Regions from separate parts of the Capra hircus genome. Here region 1 is linked to region 2. Evidence: chromatin contacts called from public Hi-C data. All regions are on one chromosome and are shown on one strand. Each heading gives the region's core, a stretch centred on a gene start, on an enhancer-like site or on the middle of the called end of the contact. The rest is flanking DNA. Distances are from core to core; before and after follow the strand shown. Region 1 has its middle 27 kb from the start of SPINK4. Region 2 holds the start of SMU1 (WD40 repeat-containing protein SMU1).

Region 1 (5,719 bases), core at 3,130-5,629, 140 kb after region 2:
ATCTCTTGGTTAGGCAGGAAGAGACATCAGGTTTCTTGGTGTGCTACATGTTTGAATAAAAGAAAATGGTAGTCTTGAGGAAATGGCAACCCACTCCAGTATTCTTGCCTGGAGAATCCCAGGGATGAGGGAGCCTGGTGGGCTGCTGTCTATGCGGTCGCCCAGAGTCGGACACGACTGAAGCGACTTAGCAGCAGTCTTAAGGAGTACTTTTTCAAACCATGGTGAGGCTTGATGAAATGTCCCTGACGTGTTGGACAGACAATTTCTCTAGCAACTGAGATGGTTGTTTCTCTCCCCTGGAGAGCCAAGGCTGCTTGGTGATCAGTTAGCTTTCTTGCACCTGCCTGTCCATGCTTACGGCTTCTCTTTTTATGAATGCAGTTCCATTCTCAGCACAGGTGACTGACCAACCCAGGGGTAGCACCGGCTAGACCAGTCATCGTTCCTCCTCTGGGCATATGGACCTGCGATCGTGCTACTTCTCAATCTATTGTCTCTCAACTTCAAATTCAATCTTCATTGTGCTGCAAAAATGTAGTGGATCATCTCAATTATTTTCCCGACCGCTGATAGGTGTTAAACTTTGTCTTTGTCCAGTAGAGGGCACTGGAGAGACACTGTGGGAGGGAATTTTTCTTCCTGATTCCGATGTGCTCTGCTCAGTAGGCCCCTGTGGCAAGCAGCGCCTGGTTCCTACAACCTAGACTGTTTCTCCGGGTATCCAGCGCCGGCGATGCAAGCAACTTCTCCTGTATCAGCTTCCTGAAGGACAGATGGTTTCTTTAGCATCCAGCTCCTACAGCACCTAGTGGCCAGCATCATCCAACGACCCAGCTTCCCCTGGCGCTACTGCTGCAGGCGGTTTTGTAGAGGAGGGACCCCCGTGAATGCAATCCATGCACTCTAGAGGGCGGATTTCCAGCACATTCTGCCATTATAGCACCATAGTGACATCTCTACCATCCCGTGAACCCAGCTCCACAAAGTCTGGATCTACAAAGTCTGGATCTTAGCTTTGAGCGTGGGATGGGAGTGGGGAGCTGCCTCAGATGCAGTCCCTCAGCCCTAGGCAGAGCGGCTGCTCTTTGGAGCTGTTGTTCCTTTACTCCTGAAGTCCACTGGGCCTCGGAAGACTCCCTAGTATCCTAATAGTCCTGATAATTAAGGTTGTCCTTTTCTTCCACTTTTTTTTCAAAAGAAGATTTATCTGTTGCCTAGAGTGGGTTTCCGTTGCTATGCCGGCTTTCTCTGGTTGGAGCTTGCGGGCTGTAGAGTACTGACTCAGTAGTTGTAGCCCCCGGGCTTGATCACTCTGAGGCTTGTGAAATCTTTCCAGACCAGGGATCAAGCCGGTGTCCCTTGCATGGCAAGGCAGATTCTTAACTACTGGACCACCAGGGAAGCACCTCTTTTTTTTTTTTTTCACTTTAATCTAGCTCTAGTTTTTTTCTGTAGCTTATAAACAAAAGAGACTTAACTTGGGAATTCTTGACGAGGACCCTGTTCTCACTGCCGAGGGCCCCAGGTTCAATCACTGGTTAGGGAACTAAGATTCCATAAGCCTTGTGGGCAGCCCCCATCTCCCGCAAAAAAAAAAAAAAAAAGATTGAGCAAGAAAGACTTACCAATAGAGTGTGACTCTGAGAGACTCTGCACCTCTTCTCATCATATATTAACTTCAATAGAAGATTTCGAGTTTGAGAGATGTCCCTGTTTGAGACAACATTATTTATAAAAGTGAAAATAAGAAGCAACTTGGAAGTCCAATAATAGATATGATTTGGAAAGTATTAATGTGCTTGTTTCTTTTGTGTTTTCCTCTTCGGCGCAAATCATGCAGGCTGGTTATCGTTCATTTGCCCTTTCAAATCCATTGTTCACTGTGTGTCACACCCTCTGTGCACTGGGAGGTTGACCTCTGCAGAATACCTGTTCCCCTGTCTTCCCGTTCAGTCGGGTTAATGGGAGGCACGGGAAACAGGTGGAAGGCAGGTGGAGGGAGATGTCAGAGTCTTTACTCCCCTAGGTCCCTCTCAGCCAGACCATAGGGAGGCTATGCCTGTATCCTTCCACCTCGCCAAGCTTCAGATTTTGCTGTTGCTCCTTCAGAACTAAGGGTGTTAATACCCTCGCACATCTCTGGTCTGGGCGCTTCACCATTTCTTATGCGTTAAACTAGCCTTGCTGGCACCTTTCTGGATAGTCTGCCTTGAGTAAGCTATCAGTTTTCTGCTGAGACCCTGGATGATTCTATATCAATGAGAAGACAAAAGAAGCAGAAGTTAGAATTTGTTACAGAAAAGATGCAGAGTGGGAATTCCCCAGTGGTTAGGACACTGCACTTTCACAGCCAGGGGCCTGGGTTCAATCCCTGGTTGGGGAACTAACATCCCACAAGCTATATGATATGGCCAAAAGAAAGAAAGAGAGAGAAAGAAGGACGCAAAGAGAAAGACTGAGGTTTCTGACATGCAAAATGGGATCACATAGAAGGATGAAAGCCTTAAAGGCAGGCTATTCAAATTATTTCTTCAGATTATTCTTTAGTTAGACTCATTGCTAATTTTGCCTATTAAGCGTGTAGGAAGTAGTGCAGGAGACTAGATCAGCTAGAGACAAAAAGTATAGAAATCACATTTTTATAATCAAACTTTCTGTACATTCCCAATTGAAGTGTGATATAAGTCTGTAACCACTACAGGGATGTGGTTAACTAAATTATAAAAGGGTAGGATGGAATATTAATGATGATCACAGCAAGCAAGAGCTTACAATGTACTGCCAAGTGAAAAAGGAAGGCAAGAAACTCATAGCCAGTATGATCTCAGCTATGTTAAACATGTATGTATATGCACGTATGTGTGTGTGTGTTCAGTCATGTCTGACTCTTCGTGACCCCATGGACTATATAGCCTGCCAGGCTCCTCTGTCCATGGGATTCTCCAGGCAAGAATACTGGAGTAGGTTGCCATGCCCTCCTCCAGGGGATTTTCCCAACCCAGGGATCGAACCCAGGTCTCCTGCATTGCAGTCATATTCTTTACCATCTGAGCCACCAGGGAAGCCCAATGGTGTCCTGGAGAGTGGAAAACACAATAAGGCCAGCTTCATCAGGACTGAATGAAGACATGTAAGTTGACCCCTCTTTCCACCCAGGGCCTTTTGGGCCTTTGGGGCTTTGTGTGGGTCCTTCCCTCTGCTTCAAATGCTACCTCCATGTCCAATCTTGGTCTATTGCTGCCTGACTCACCTTTGGAGTATTTCTATAGAATAGCAAACAGTCTTGGGGTTTCCCTGGTAGTCTAGTGGTAAAAAAATCTACTTGTCAATGCAGGAGACATGGGTTCAATCCCTGGTCCAAGAGGATCCCACATGCCGAGAGCCTGGACTCCTAAACAAGAGAAGGCATCACACCACAACTAGAGAACCCTCAGAACCCTTCTTAAAAGTCTTAATTGACTTTGTTACAATATTACTTCTGGTTTTGTTTTTTTTTTTTTTTTTTTTAATGTTTTGGTTTTTTGGGCCCAAAGCATGTGGGATTTTAGCTCCCTGACCAGGGATCAAACTCGTATTCCCTGCATTAGAAGGCAGAGTCTTAACCCCTGGACTGCCAAGGAAGTTGCTGGAAGGTCTATCTTTAGGCAATAAAGAGAGTTCAGAGAAAGCCTCTCCTTGTTTTGCTATTTCTCAAATGCTTACAATTCAAAATAATCAATTTATCAAAGCGTTCATTTTGGGGTGGCGTATTCTGCTACCCTTCATTGTGGTTATCAATGTTGTGATTTTCAGTTTCCTCTGCCTTAGTTAACCGACATCTGGGCTAGTTAACCTCCACCCATCACAAGCCTAGTCTGTGGGAAGAGCCTCCCCCAGGCCTTCACCCTGCCTGCCTGCAGTCTCACTGCAGCCCACAGAGCTCACTCCACCAGGGCCCAGGGCGACACCCAGACATGCGCATGACCTGCAGAAGGAAAGAGATTTCAAAACTAGGCCATCTGCTCAGCATCTAGGTGCACTCGCCCGGAAACTTCTTTGCTTGCTTATGGGTCAGGCTGCTGTGAACCCTCCCTGTATCTCCTCCACTAACCAAGGATGCGGATCAAGAGGAAGAAGCTGAAAGTTCTCCATACAGAGCCCTGAATCCTGGGCTCTCTGACTGGCCATTTGTCTGGTCCAGAGCAGAGATGGTGTCTCTGGGAGGGTAATGGGAAGTATCTGCTTCCCCTCCAAACCTTGCTGTTTCCCTTCCTCCCAGTCATGGCAGGTATCTAAGCAGGAAGGACCCCAGGTATGGCCTCATTACCTGTCCTCACTCCTGGATGACATGCCTGCAGCCTGGCCTTCTGAGTCAGCCATTGCTGGGTGAGGAGAGAAGAGAAGCCACTTGCTTCCTCCACCAGCCTTCCCTTCCTGTTCTGTCTGACTGGCCTGGCCTGAAGGCTGCTGGGTCAGCTCTTCAGCTGAGACACACACAGAACTGCGTTTGTTTTTGTTTACATGCTTGTCAGAGAGTGCGCTCATTTCAAGGCAGTGCTTCTCAAACAGTAATGGACAGAGGAGCATACATACATACACTTCTGAAGAGCTTTTCAAAGCCTTTAATAAACTAACGGTCATTGCTAGTGTCCAAGAGCGAGAGATTCAATAGGCAGTGTTGTCCTCACTTATTTGACCACAGAGAACTTTCCAGAGACTTATCTTATAGTGCTGAGAAATATAGGTGACAGTTATCACTCCAGGTGCTCATCCAAGGACTGTAGATAAAAATTAAGTTTCAAAGGAGATCTAGAGAGATGAGGGGAGTGGAGGTGAGAATTGAAAAAACAGACACCACTTGTCTGTTCCCTTTGCAGACTGGTGTCACCAGGCTTTTAAGATCTTATCAGGCACTGTGGGGTTCTTCCTGCTCCTCTGGATTCCTCAGGGAAGGGAACACAGGAGAATTCTGACTCCTTCTTCCCCCCTCTGGTGCACTGTAGTGTCTGAGAGAGGGAGGCCAGGAAACCTAGAGAAGACTGCCTGGTGTTCAGTCCACTAACAGACTAAAAGTTCTGGTACATTTCTCCAGGCAGAGCTTTATTCCAGCTGGAAAGTAGAGGTGGACATTTTTAAAAGGACCATGTAATACAGTCTGTAGCTGAGATGATCGTTGTTCTTTGTCGCTAAGTCACGTCTGACTCTTTTTGTGATCCCGTGGACTGCAACCCTCCAGACTCCTCTGTCCATGGCATTTTCCAGGCAGGAATACTGGAGTGGGTTGACATTTTCTTCTTCATGGGATCGTCCTGACCCAGGGATCGAAATAGCCTCTCTTGCTTGGCAGGCAGATTCTTTACCACTGAGCCACTTGGAAGCCGATAGTTGAGATTAGGGTTGAAATAAACTAACAAAAAGGAAGGCAGAGTCTAGCCAAAGGGTCCCAAGTGAATTCCAGAGTTTGTTTACCACAAATCAGTGCTCCTCAACTGGAGGTGTTTTTGCCCCCATCATTGGACATTTGACAACGTTTGGAAGCATTTTTGGTTGTCACAACCAGGGAGAAGGGATGTTACTGGCATCTAGTGGGCAGTGGCCAAGGACACTGTCAAACATTCTATAATGCACAGGACAGCTCCCTACAACAAAGAATTATCAGGCTCAAAATGTCAACAGAGACACAGCTGAGAAACCTTCAAAGTTTTCCTAGGACATCACCTGTAATAAACCTTTAGGA
Region 2 (5,714 bases), core at 1,396-3,895:
CTACCCACTGCCATTATTACCAAAATTTCAGGACAAGTGAAATAAAAACATGTGAATACACTTTCCCAAGGGAAAGAGGACCCAGACAATCTCCAAATACTGAGAGAACAAGCAACAATTTTCAGCATATGACAGAAAACTTACAAGTTAAATATATATTCAATTAAAACTTCTCGATCTCTGGCTTAGTATTAAGGAGTCTGGTGAATAATTTCTCATATAGACAGTAAAAATTCATGTACATTGCTATACTACAGTTCTTCTCTTGCCTTTGAAGTACACATATGGCTCATGCATACTTCTACCGGACAGCATGAGTATCAGGGGTCACACTGTCCAGACTGGAAGAGATTTCAAATTGGAATTTAGTCTATTCTCTTTCCCAGGAGAGAAACAATAATCAAAAAACAATGACCAATGTTTACTTGGCCAGTGTTCACAATATATCAGGTACTGTTCTAAGCATTTCCGACTCAGCTACTCCTCAAAACAACCCTATGAGGATGGCATTTACTCTTAGGTCCATTTTACAGATGAGGATTTGGCCAGGAAACAGAGCTAAGTGGAAAAAGGAAGATTCAAACGGGCAGTGTGGCATGTGAGCATATTTTGTTGTTGTCAGTCACTCGGTCGTGTCTGACGCTGTGAACCCGTGGACTGCAGCACACCAGGCTTCCCTGTCTTTCACCTTCTCCTGGAGCTTGCCAAACTCATGCCCATTGAGTCAGTGATGCCATCCAACCACCTTGCCCTCTCTCATCCCTTCCACCTCCTGCCTTCAATCCTTCTCAGCACCAGAGTCTTTTCTAATGAGTCAGCTCTTTCCATAGGTGGCCAAAGTATTGGAGCTGCAGCATCAGTCCTTCCAATAGCCCGGATAGGAGAGCAAACCCCCTCTTCTTAAAAACAGTTCTTGCAGAAGGGAACTGAATACTGCTACTCACAGTGGTCTTTTCTTTCATGGGCCCGTTAAGAGACCCCAGCTTGGATCCCTGCCGTTCTAGCACCACACTGTTCCCAACAGCACACTTCCATTTATACTCCGCAAATGAGACACCATGCTTGCAAAGAACTCGTATTTTCTAGAGCCAAAATCAAATTCACTTTCTTCTTTGTGTAATACATAAGAGTTAAAAGTTTTGGAGATTTGAATCAGAGATTGGGACTTGAATCAGAGCTCTGCACTTACTGTGACTTTGGACAAGTCAGTTAACGTCTCTTTGCCTATTTCCTCATCTGTTAATAAAAATACCTACTCTGTAGGGTATACAGATCAGTCTGTAGGGTATACAGATCAGTCTGTAGGGCTGATCAAAGAGAAGATGACACTGCTTACAGCGTGACTAACAGAGAAAATACTTAATAAACACAGCAATTACTGATAATAAAAAACATGCAGCAGCTCAGGGCTGGGAGAATGATCTGTTCCCATTTTTGATTCAGGGTCTGAAGTATGGAATGCTTTCCAACTCCTGCCAACTCCTAGCTGTCTTCATCGCCAGCACTCTCCATCATCCTTCGTTTTACTTTTCTCCACAACACTTACCACCATCTGTAAGCCTATTTTACTTACTGCTGTTTTCCTTCCTTTCTGTAAGGGCAAGGACTTTGGTCTGCCTCATTCACTACCATATTCCCAGGGCTAGAGCAGGTACACAACAGACTTCAATATTTTCTGAATGAATAAACCTCCCTTCCTCCTATGGCAGATCCCTCCCTTACACTCATGACGCAAATGTAAAATCTGCCGATTTAATTATTAAGCGTTGGCAAGAGCAAGTAGAGGATGGAGTCCTGGAAAAGTTCACTGAACACTTTCTTCAGTCACTCATTAGTACCCCTCTCCCCCAAATCTATCATTCTCCTGGCCCAATTTCCACATTCTGTCCCTCCCTTGCGGCTACACAAAGCTCACGGGCCAACCAAAATTCAGCGCCACACGGAACCTGATAAAAAAAGCAGCTTTCATTCCAAAGACAATTACTGAGCCTCTACGATGTACTAGGAACTGAGACTGTGATGAAAAGCAGCCCCTAGGCGCCGACATAGGCTAGAAGGGTGGGCAAACGGTGACAATACCAGATTAAGAGCTAGGCAGAAAAAAACAGAGGGCCGTGTAAGCACAGGGGAGGAAACAAACCACCGTGCTCAATGGGGGCAGGAAGAGAGGGAAGGCTAAGAGTGCAGCCCCCTTGTGCAGATGAGACCGGAGTCCTGACTGGATGGCTAATCTGTTCAGTCCCAGGGCGCATCAGGAGTCGGCGAGGGCTAGAACTCAGGTTTTGCAGGCACGTCCTACCCCTAGCCCCGCGCCGCCTTCCACCAGGCTTTGGGCTTTCCGTTCGCTACTTTCTTGCGGGCCCGCCCCTGAAGCAGTCAGATCCCAAAAGCTTCTTTGTGGGGAAGTAAATACCCCTCCACTCCCAACCTCTGGGACGCCTCCCTCGAGCAGCTTCTACCCCTCAACTCATCGACTCCCGGCCCGGCCACTTCGCGAACATCCGACACCACGAGACTCACTCGGAGGACTCGATTTCGATCGACATAGCGCTGTCTTTCCGGGCGCAGGCTCCACTCCACTCTCAGGCCCAGCCGCGCAACGCACCAACGCCACCTCCGGCGACTCACGTACGTCACTTCCGCTCGACGTCGAGCCCCCTCGCTCCGGAGACGGTGTGTACGGAAGAGGAGCCAGGACTACGTGTGGGGCGGGGCAGTGCTGGGCGGGGCTTGCACGCAGGGCTGTGCAGGGCGGAGCTTCGAGGGCGTTTCAGAAGTCTGAACCTAAGTGCCTGGTCCAGAGAATTCTTAATTCTCTCTAAAGAAAGAGTCGTTCTTAAAGGACTGGTTTCTAAATGTTGCCTTTAAAATTTTTAGTTAGTTTAGATTTAAAGATAGGGCTGACAGACATAGAGAACAGACTTGTGGACAGAGTGGGGGAAGGAGAGGGTGGGATGAATTGAGAGTACAGGAGAATCATGTATATTACCATAAACAAAATAGATAGCTAGTGGGAATTTGCTGTATGACTCAGGGAGCTCAACCCAGTGCTCTGTGACAACCTAGATGGGTGGGATGGGGTGGGAAGTCGGAGGGAGATTCAAGAGGGAGGGGACGTATGTATCAGTTCAGTTCAGTTGCTCAGTCGTATCTGACTCTGCAACCCCATGGACTGCTGCATGCCAGGCTTCCTTGTCCATCACCAATTTCCAGAGCTTGCTCAAACTCATGTCCATCAAGTCGGTGATGCCATCCAACCATCTCATCCTCTGTCGTCCGCTTCTTCTCTGCCTTCAATCTCAAGACCAGCCTCAAGAACTTCTCTAGTGAGTCAGTTCTTCACAACAGGTGGCCAAAGTATTGGAGCTTCAGCCTCAGCATCAATCCTTCTAATGAATATTAAGGACCGATTTCCTCTAGGATTGACTGGTTTGATCTTGCAGACCAAGGGACTCTCAAGAGTCTTCAACACCGCAGTTCAAAAGCATCAATCCTGAATTATATTCGCAGCCACCACCGCGCCGCCGTCGCTCTCCAACGCCAGCGCCTCTTCTAGCTCGCGGAGCTCCAGCCGAAGGAGAAGGTGGGTAAGTAAGGAGGTCTCTATACCGTGGCTCGTACAAAGCAGACTACCGGCAAATCGACCAGTGGTAAAGCACCGAGGAAGCAACTTGCTACAAAAGCCGCTCTCAAGAGTGCGCCCTCTACTGGAGACGTGAATGAACCACATCGTTACAGACTTGGTACTGGGACACTCCGTGAAATTAGACGTTATCAGAAGTCCACTGAACTTCTGATTAGCAAACTTCCCTTCCAGCGTCTGGTGCGGGAAATTGCTCAGGACTTCAAAACAGATCTGCGCTACCAGAGTGCAGCTATTGGTGCTTGACAGCAGGCAAGTGAGGCCTATCTGGTTGGCCTTTTTGAAGACACCAACCTGTGTGCTATCCATGCCAAACGTGTAACAATTACGCCAAAAGACATCCAGCTAGCATGCCGCATACGTGGAGAACGTGCTTAAGAATCCACTATGACGGGAAACATTTCATTCTTTAAAAAAAAAAAATTCTCTTCTTCCTGTTATTGGTAGTTCTGAACGTTAGATATTTTTTTCCCATGGGGTCAAAAGGTACCTAAGTATATGATTGCAAGTGGAAAATAGGGGACAGAAATCAGGTATTGGCAGTTTTTCCATTTTCATTTGTGTGAGAATTTTTAACATAAATGCGGGAATATAAAGCCTTAATGAAAGTCAAAATGTTTCAGTGAACAAGTTTCGGCAGTTCAACTTTATAACAATTATAAATAAACCTGCTAAATTTTTCTGGATAATGCCAGCATTTGGATTTTTTTAAAACAAGAAAATTTCTTATTGACTGCAACTAAATGGTGTTTGTAGCATTTTTATCATACAGTAGATTCCATCCATTCACTATACTTTTCTGAGTTGTCCTGTGTGCAAGTACATGTTTTTAATGCTGTCTGTCTTCTGTGCTGTTCCCATAAGTTTGCTATTAAAATACATTTAACTATATATATGTAAAAGGCATCAATTCTTTGGCACTCAGCTTTCTTTATGGTACAACTCTCACATCTGTACATGACTACTGGAAAAACCATAGCCTTGACTAGAATGACCTTTGTCAGCACAGTAATGTCTCTGCTTTTTAATAGGCTGTCTAGATTTGTGATAGCTTTTCTTCCAAGGAGCAAGGGTCTTTTAATTTCATGGCTGCGGTCAACATCTGCAGTGATTTTGGAGCACAAGAAAATAAAGTCTGTCACTGTTTCCATTGTTTCCCCATATATTTGCCTTGAAGTGATGGGACCAGATGCCATGATCTTCGTTTTCTGAATATTGAGCTTTAAGCCAGCTTTTTCGCTCTCCTCTTTCACTTTCATCAAGAGGCTCTTTAGTTCTTCTTCGCTTTCTGCCATGAGGGTGCTGTCATCTACATATCTGAGGTTATCGATATTTCTCCCAGCAATCTTGATTCCAGTTTGTGTTTCATCCAGCCCAGCGTTTCTCATGATGTACTATGCATATAAGTTAAAATAAGCAGGGTGACAATATACAGCCTTGACATACTCCTTTTCCTATTTGGAACCAGTCTGTTGTCCCATGTCCAGTTCTAACTGTTGCTTCCTGACCTGCATACAGATTTCTCAAGAGGCAGGTCAGGTGGTCTGGTATTCCCATCTCTTTCAGGATTTTTCAGTTTGCTGTGATCCACACAGTCAAAGGCTTTGGCATAGTCAATAAAGCAGAAATAGATGTTTTTCTGGAACTCTCTTGCTTTTTGATGATCCAACGGATGTTGTCAATTTGATCTCTGGTTCCTCTGCCTTTTCTAAATTCAGCTTGAACATCTGGAAGTTCTTGATTCATGTACTGTTGATGCCTAGGTTGGAGGATTTTGAGCCTTACTTTGCTAGTGTGTGAGATGAGTGCTATTGCGCAGTAGTTTGAACATTCCTTAGCATTGCCATTCTTTGGGATTGGAATGAAAATTGACTTTTTCCAGTCCTATGGCCACTGCTGAGTTTTCCAAATTTGCTGGCATATTGAGTGCAGCACTTTCACAGCATCATCTTTTAGGATTTGAAATAGCTCAACTGGAATTCCTATGTATACCTATGGAATTCATATGTGTACCTATGGCTGATTCCTGTTCATGTATGACAGAAACCAACACAATGTTGTAAAGTAATTA

Evidence for each region. Hi-C and Micro-C count contacts between places; a contact is called where the count stands out from the background.
Region 1: a Hi-C map of liver shows a contact between it and region 2, with 3 times the contacts expected there. The contact joins the enhancer-like site here to the promoter of SMU1 in region 2. A contact is called at or near these places in 4 of 5 Hi-C or Micro-C datasets (blood and liver).

What each region holds. Positions count from the first base shown.
Region 1 is chr8:74,769,457-74,775,175 of ARS1.2, forward strand. No RefSeq gene overlaps it. Among named protein-coding and RNA genes, the nearest start is that of SPINK4, 27 kb to the right of the region's middle. Within about 2 kb of position 4,380, at least 2 of the 5 cell types and tissues checked have an H3K27ac peak or open chromatin away from gene starts, as enhancers often do.
Region 2 is chr8:74,631,483-74,637,196 of ARS1.2, forward strand. It overlaps SMU1 (WD40 repeat-containing protein SMU1), which reads right to left and starts at 2,646. Exons shown (of 12, transcript XM_005684052.3): 1 at 2,521-2,646. The coding sequence starts at 2,546.